Linked DNA regions of Danio rerio: region 2 is linked to region 1. The links are chromatin contacts, called in public HiChIP or PLAC-seq maps. All regions are on one chromosome and are shown on one strand. Each heading gives the region's core, a stretch centred on a gene start, on an enhancer-like site or on the middle of the called end of the contact. The rest is flanking DNA. Distances are from core to core; before and after follow the strand shown.

Evidence for each region. HiChIP or PLAC-seq counts read pairs in DNA pulled down with a chosen protein or histone mark.
Region 2: an H3K4me3 HiChIP or PLAC-seq map of embryo shows a contact between it and region 1, with 2.6 times the contacts expected there. The contact joins the promoter of adra1ba here to the promoter of havcr2 in region 1. A contact is called at or near these places in 2 of 4 datasets of contacts at active chromatin or transcription factors (caudal fin and embryo).

The regions. Positions count from the first base shown.
Region 1 is chr21:32,225,375-32,229,197 of GRCz12tu, forward strand. It overlaps havcr2 (hepatitis A virus cellular receptor 2), which reads right to left and starts at 2,298. Exons shown (of 6, transcript XM_009295516.5): 1 at 1,377-2,298; 2 at 480-818; 3 at 325-393. The coding sequence starts at 1,422. It also overlaps a transcript of ppp3ca not described here.
Region 2 is chr21:32,325,035-32,328,968 of GRCz12tu, forward strand. adra1ba (adrenoceptor alpha 1Ba) reads left to right here and starts at 1,282. Exons shown (of 3, transcript XR_012397227.1): 1 at 1,282-2,441.

The DNA of each region.
Region 1 (3,823 bases), core at 1,048-3,547:
CAACAGTGAAAGCAACGTGGCTTCATTGTAACAATATGCTAATAATACTAGAAACATGTAACCAACATGATGGTTTATGCTAGAAGCATGCTAACAATAAACATATAAACATGCCAGTTGTTAATAATGTTAGCCAAAATCAAGTTAAATGTCTGATTATTGTCAACAGTAAAAACTGTGGCTTAATATATATATATTTTTTCTAAATTGCTAGCTGTCATCTACAACAAAAAAGCAGTTCAGTAGCATGTTCGTTTAAATGGCAAACTGAAATAGCTAGTGCTGGATTACATTTTTTGCAAAAACACTGAACAATTTTCATACCTTGTTTTTCCTGCTTTGCTGTTGTAGGGGCCAATTGTGTTTCGGAGACAACTCTCTTTGGATCCAGTCCTTTTATGGATAAGCAGAAAAACTGTCCATCACAACATCTGAGCGCTACAACACTGACCAAGAGACTAAATTGAGCTGTTACTCACCACTGCGGATAAAAAGATAAACGTTGTAACTGATGTCATTGAAAAGACCCGGGATCTCGATACGGCAGACGTACATCCCAGCATCACTCTTCTGAACAGCTCTTATGGTGAGTGAAACATCTCCTCGGTCGAGTCCACTGTCCAAGCTGAATCTGTGGGACTCTCTGTAGTTCAGTTGTAAGCCATCAATGGAGATAACAGTGTTTTCACAGCTGAACAATGACTGGTGTCGGCCCCAACAAACGCCCAATGGGCCATTGGTGTTTATGTCATATTTACATGGTAGAGTAACTGTGTCTCCAACCAGTCCAATCACCAACTTTGATGATTCGCTGCAGGCTATAGCACAAAAACAGACGGACAATTCATATTTTATAGTTTTAGCATACATAATCAAGCAAATTATTAATTTCTTCATGCATTCTATATATTGTTATAGATTTTCCCTCAAAAAAGGCTTAATCTAGACAATTGGCTATATATAACATGTACTAAAACAGCATTTTTGGTTTTAGTGTCATACAGCACAATATGCACCATACTGCAGTTACTAATTATATATATATATATATATATATATATATATATATATATATATATATATATATATATATATATATATATATATATATATATATATATATATATAAAATATTGTTATTTAGTTTTAAGTAAAATACCAAAAGTTTTGGTACATTTCAGTATTTTAAATTCACAGCAAGTTGTTTGGCCTTTAGGCATAAACACTGTTAGGTTTTGCTAGAGTTTTGCATAGCATATAACTGTGCTAATAAGTAAGCAAAAGATGAGAAGACAAGTAAAACTGCACAGGTATAAAACATAATATACTATACTGGACATTATAACGCTATTGAAAGTAGTAGTATTGGCACTTACTTGCAAAACATATATTTGAAGTGATAACAAAAAGAAAAACAATCATTTTCTTTGCTGCGGAACACTCACTAGTCGCTATTTCATGTGTTGATGGCTCATATGCTGAAAATACAACTTCTCTTTTCCATGAGGGATTCTTGCCAATGGGTTCATTTCAACATGCTATTGGTTCTAAAGCCAGACTTAATCATTTCACAATATTATAATTTTACATCATCTGCAAACCTATAAAATAATCTTACAATTTAATTATTTAATATACAATATTAGATTTTTTAATAACAAAAACATTTCAGAAAATAAATTATAAAGTAACTCTGCCTTAAATACACTGTAAAAATGCAGGATTCAAAACAATTCATTCATGTTGTTCCAACACAAATCGATTAAGTTAACTTAATTGTTTTTTAAACATTTATGTTGATTGAACATCAAACAATTAAGTTGTCACAAAAAAAAACTTAAGAATTGTGTTGTTTAAAGTCAGTTTAAATACAAAGTTTGAACAAGAAGAAAAATGTTTTTTTTTTTGTATGTTTATATATTTTTGGGCAGAATTACTTTATGATTTTGTTTTTCTAAAAGGTTTTTGTCACATAGAATGATTATGTATAGATTACATATCAATGCACACTCATACATATCAAGCTATTAAGCATATTTTGACATTTAGTATTTACACAATTTATAGTGTTTGATATATAAACGTAGACACTTTGCTGGCATTAAATATGCTTTCTATATGCATTCAGTTTTGTTGGCAAACTTTCTGATTTGTCATAGTCACAGGAAAAGCATGTATTGAAACATAATTAACAGAAGATGGCTTGAAGATCAGTGGTTAGCTGCCAGTTCTTGTATATGATCTAAGCGATGGTTCTGTAAAAATCTGCTCCAGAATTTCCCCTAGGCTTCCATTAATCTAATTCAACAAAAAAAAAAAAAATAAATTAAAAGAAATGCCACACACACCATAGAAGGATCCTCATCCGCTTCCTTCCTTTTAAGGGGTCGTTGTGTTTCACATTGGCATTGCTGACACTACAGATCCTAAGAGGCCGATTCACGTCTAGACAGTCATATTTCCTTGAGACGGCAGGCTCGGTTTAAGCACAAATGACATAACGTTCTGGTAAAGTTAACCTCTACTGAACTCAATCAGGTTTCCAGTATGTGTCCTGATTCTTGAAAATGGCCTCGTTTTTTATATTTTCCATAATTATTTCAATCTGAAATTACAATGGTGGGAAAAAAAGAAAAGTTGTTTAGCCTCATTAGAATTTTAGGTTTAAGTTAACACTTTATTTTGAGTGCTGCTCTTTAAAGTCACAATAAATTGTATTATACACTCACCGGCCACTTTATTAGGTACACCTCAGTAGTACCAGTTGGACCCCCTTTTGCCTTCAAAACTGCCTTTATCCTTCATAGTATAGATTCAACAAGGTACTGCAAATATTCCTCAGAGATTTTGCTCCATATTGACATGATAACATCACGCAGTTGCTGCAGATTTGTCGGCTGCACATCTATGATGCTCCCGTTCCACTACATTCCAAAGGTGCTTTATTGGAATGAGGTCTGGTGACTGTGGGGGCCATTTAAGTACAGTACAGTACATAACTCATTGTCATGTTCAAGAAACCAGTCAAGAGATCATTCGTGCTTTATGACATGACACGTTATCTTGATGGAAGTAGCCATCAGAAGATGAGTACACTGTGTAAATTAAGGGATCGACATCGTCAGCAACAATACTTAGTTAGGCTGTGGCATTGACACAATGTTCAATTGGTACTAATGGGATCAAAGTGTGCCAAGAAAAAATTCCCCATATCATTACACCACCGCCACCAGCCTGAACCGTTGATACAAGGCAGGATAGGTCCATGCTTTTATGTTGTTGACGTCAAAATTCTGACCCTACCATCCAAATGTTGCAGCAGAAATCAAGACTCATCAGACCAGGTGACGTCTTCTATTATCCAATTTTGGTGAGCCTGTGCGAATTGTAGCCTCAGTTTCCTGTTCTTAGGTGACAGTAGTGGCACATTGTGTGGTCTTCTGCTGCTATAACACATTCACCCCAAGATTCAACTTGCAGTGTGTTCAGAGATGCTCTTCTGCATACCTCGGTTGTAACGCGTGGTTATCTGAGTTACTGTTGCCTTTCTTTCAGCTCGAACCAGTCTGGCAATTTTTTGGCACTAGCAATAACAAGGCATTTCCGCCCACAGAACTACTGCTCACTGGATATTTTCTCTGTAAAACCTAGAGATGGTTGTGTGGGAATCTCAGTAGATCAACAATTTCTGAAATACTCAGACCAGCCTGTCTGGTAATTAGGCACATCTTTATGAATTTACATGTACATAGTATTTTTTAAGAATATTTATATTTTGCTTTTTTAAAGTACATCTGGGTCACATGGAACAAAAAAGTTTCAA
Region 2 (3,934 bases), core at 32-2,531, 99 kb after region 1:
GTTAAAGTCTCGTCTTTTCAGCTTTGTCCACTTGTTTGGTGTGCACCAGAGTTCAGTATTGGCAATGTCTAGACTTATTAAAATGGACCAGACTAGCAGTAAATTCACACCAGAGACAGAACCAAACCTGCCAAGTAACACACAAAATGACCAAGAGATCTTTGAATCTCTGACCACTTCCAGTTTTGACTGAAATATGAACACTACACGAACCAAAGACATCTAAATTATTTAAAAACAGGAAAATATTTTTTTTTAATTATTTAAAAAAAGGAATGCTCAAGCTTACCTTTTAAAGGTCCCATGGAGTGCTTTGAAATGTGCATTTTTTATTCAGTTTGACATAATCTCAACTGAAACATGAAGACAGGGAATAACATATACTGTAGAAGCTCCTCCCCTTTATAAAAAATAGCCAATAGCGTTTGGTTTCATCAGCGCTCTGTCAGTGAGAGTGGTTAAGCTCAAGCACATCAAATAAAAAGCAGATGAGAAGCATCTTGAAGGGGCAGAGACATGTTCTGTAAAAGGTTCTTAATTAGCATTGATGGTTCCATGAAGAGCCTCTAACATCTGCAGAAACTTTCGATTGCACAAAAGGTTCTTAATATAATTTTAAAGAAATAATCTTTAAAGTAAGAAAATGTGGTTCTTTTGGTTTAGGGAACCAACAATGTTTTTTTTTTAATCCCTGTGAAATAACATTTTTGGAACCTGGTTGCCCATTACAGATTACACATGACATGCCTCCTTCCAGCAGATCTCTATTTGTACAGATGTGTGATGGAGGAAATCTGTCTTATTTACACAGTTTATAAGCTTTTTATGAGTTCTCAACTAATAAACATGACACCACATGTATGAACATACAGGTTATTCAGCCCAACATATAGCATTGGTTTGGATGCTTGGTAAATTATTTTATGCCATACAAGTTGTTTTGTTCATTTCTGATCTTGATGTATTTTATGAAATCCCAGAGTATGTCTAAATGTTAAGTTTACCTATTTGTTCCAAAATACAAGTTTCTATTTTATAATGAATATTTAGTAGTGAGACTGAAAAGTTAGTTAGTAGTTATTTACAATAAAGAAACAATACAGATAGTGACAAGTTTTAAGAAATAAACATTACAACGGCTTGCCACAGAAGCACAGGTTAATAGTCCGTAAATGCGCACCGGTCTGCTTGGTCTGATTGCCTGTAGTCTCCATAGGGGAGGGAGTTTGGCGAATGCAGGAGTGGTCAGAGACAGTGCGCTGGATCAGCCGGGAACACCGGGAGAGACACTGCGGAGAACTCACACCACCAAGTTCCGGACACGCGCATCTCCAACTGGACTTTATGCAACGTTTACAATTATGCTCTTTTTCTATTTCGCGCTCGTTGCGCAACAGAACTTACGGATCCTTTGAAGCCTTGGTCTTTACTGTCTGTTTGGTATACAACATAATTTACGCATTTGAAGGTGAAACCTGCGCTTACTTTGGTATGGAGGCACTGCAGAGGCAAGATGAGTTCTGATACAGATCATGCCGCGAACTTCTTAAGCAATGCGTCCTCCGAACTGTCCGACGTCTCCAATTCTAGTTCCTCTGGAAATGGGACCGCACCGAGCTCGTTCAGCCTTAGCCGCGCGCTTCCACTGGGCATGGTTCTGGGCGCTTTTATTGTGTTTGCTATCGTGGGCAACATCCTCGTTATTCTGTCTGTAGTGTGCAACAGGCACCTGCGCATCCCGACCAACTACTTCATCATTAATTTAGCGATGGCTGACCTGTTGCTGAGCACAACTGTCCTGCCGGTGTCTGCCACGCGTGAAATCCTCAACTACTGGGTGTTCGGGAGGATCTTCTGTGACATCTGGGCTGCAGTGGACGTGCTGTGCTGCACCGCGTCCATCATGAGCCTTTGCGTGATCTCCATCGACCGCTACATCGGGGTGCGCTACCCGCTGCAGTACCCGAGCATTGTGACCGAGAAGCGGGCACTCTTGGCCATGCTGGGTGTTTGGGTTCTCGCCTTCGTCATCTCTATAGGACCCCTGCTCGGGTGGAAAGAACCCCCTTCAGAGGATGACACAGTTTGCCTCATAACAGAGGAGCCGTTTTACGCGCTCTTCTCCTCTCTGGGCTCCTTCTACATCCCGTTAGCGGTGATTCTGGCCATGTACTGCCGCGTCTACATAGTTGCCAAAAGAACCACGAAAAACCTGGAGGCCGGAGTGATGAAGGAGCACATGGACTCCAACGAGCTGACGCTCCGGATTCATTATAAAGGCTCTCAGACGCAGGAGGACTGCACCAAAGGTCACTTGAGGAGCTCGCTGACAGTCAAATTACTTAAGTTTTCCCGAGAAAAGAAAGCTGCTAAAACGCTTGGTGTTGTTGTTGGCATGTTCATCCTGTGCTGGTTACCATTTTTCCTCGCGCTACCCATAGGTAAGTATATTTTTTACTCATTGAAACCTCGCTTAATACAAACATTTTGAGGAGTTCTTGCAACTCTAGGCACCCTTGTCCTACATTTCATTGACAACATCAAGTGTGTCTTTATTTTAGCAAATCTTTAAAGTTGTTTAATTTCATTTACCATATTTTTATCAAATTTATAAACGTTTGTAAAACAGAACATAGCTTTTGCGTTTTTAGTTTTCTTTGGTGTTACGACTTTCCCAAATTTATTTATTTATTCATTTATTCATTTATTTATTTATTTATTGCAAAGTATGTCTTGTGTTCCTATTGGAAGGTTGTTAGTAGCTTTTAACAGTGTTTTGCAGTACTGCTAGGTCTAATGTGGTTTAGTTTGATCAAGATCCAGTGGGCCATGTAAATCATTCATAAAATGATCATAAAGTGTTAAAATTATGAAGTGCAATCTTAAAATGCTGCAAATAAACTTAGATAGACTTGTTAATTTCCACCTGTCAAATTTTAAACAGTAACTACACTGAAAAAAAGGCAATGTCTACTCCAAAACATCCCATTTACCAGTTTCTACACTACACTAAGAAGTTACTTTTGTTCACAGAAGCTTAATTTATTAGTTCAAAAAACAATAAACAGTCATTTTAATGTATATATATATATATATATATATATATATATATATATATATATATATATATATATATATATATATAAATAATTTCAGTGTGAATATATTTGCAAGTTTTGTGATTTAAAGATGAACTTTCATCAGTTGTTGCTCCAATGTCATAATCCTTCAGAAATCATTTTAATAGGATTATTTGCTGTTCATAAAAAGCTGTATTTATCTTTATTTATTTGTTTGTTTGTTTTATTTTATTATTATTGTTGTTGTTGTTAAAACTGTGAAATTACTATTTTAGCAATGTAAAAAAATTGAGTACTCATCAAGGACACATTAAATTTATCAAAACTCACTGCATAAAAATTAACTATGTGACAATATTTTATTTGAAATACATTCTGTTTAACTTACCGTTCTTCAAACATTACTGAAATTAAAATGCATCAATACAGTGATAGCATTTTAAATATATATTTTACAATATTTCTGTTAAAAAAATGCAGCCTTGGTGAGCTGAGAAGAGACTTCACATGAACTTTCATAATGAAATTATTATAAAGTCGAAAATATAATTTAAAACCTACATTCATAGGTATGTTCATTCATACTAACAAAGCTTAATGTTTTGTATTTAAAAAAAATGAAATAACTCTTTAAATTAAAGTTGGTTGTGCAATATAGGAGACATTTGACTTTTTACAGGCTGCCATTATGCATATAGTTCGTCCTAGCTATAATTTAAAACACAGAACCAGACATTTCATGCACTATTATTATTATGTCATAAAAGAGTCCTAAGTTAGAGACAGTCTGCACAGAATGCCACATTATTTCATTAGTGTGTGATAAGCGATAAAGTTCAACCTTCTTGAACAAA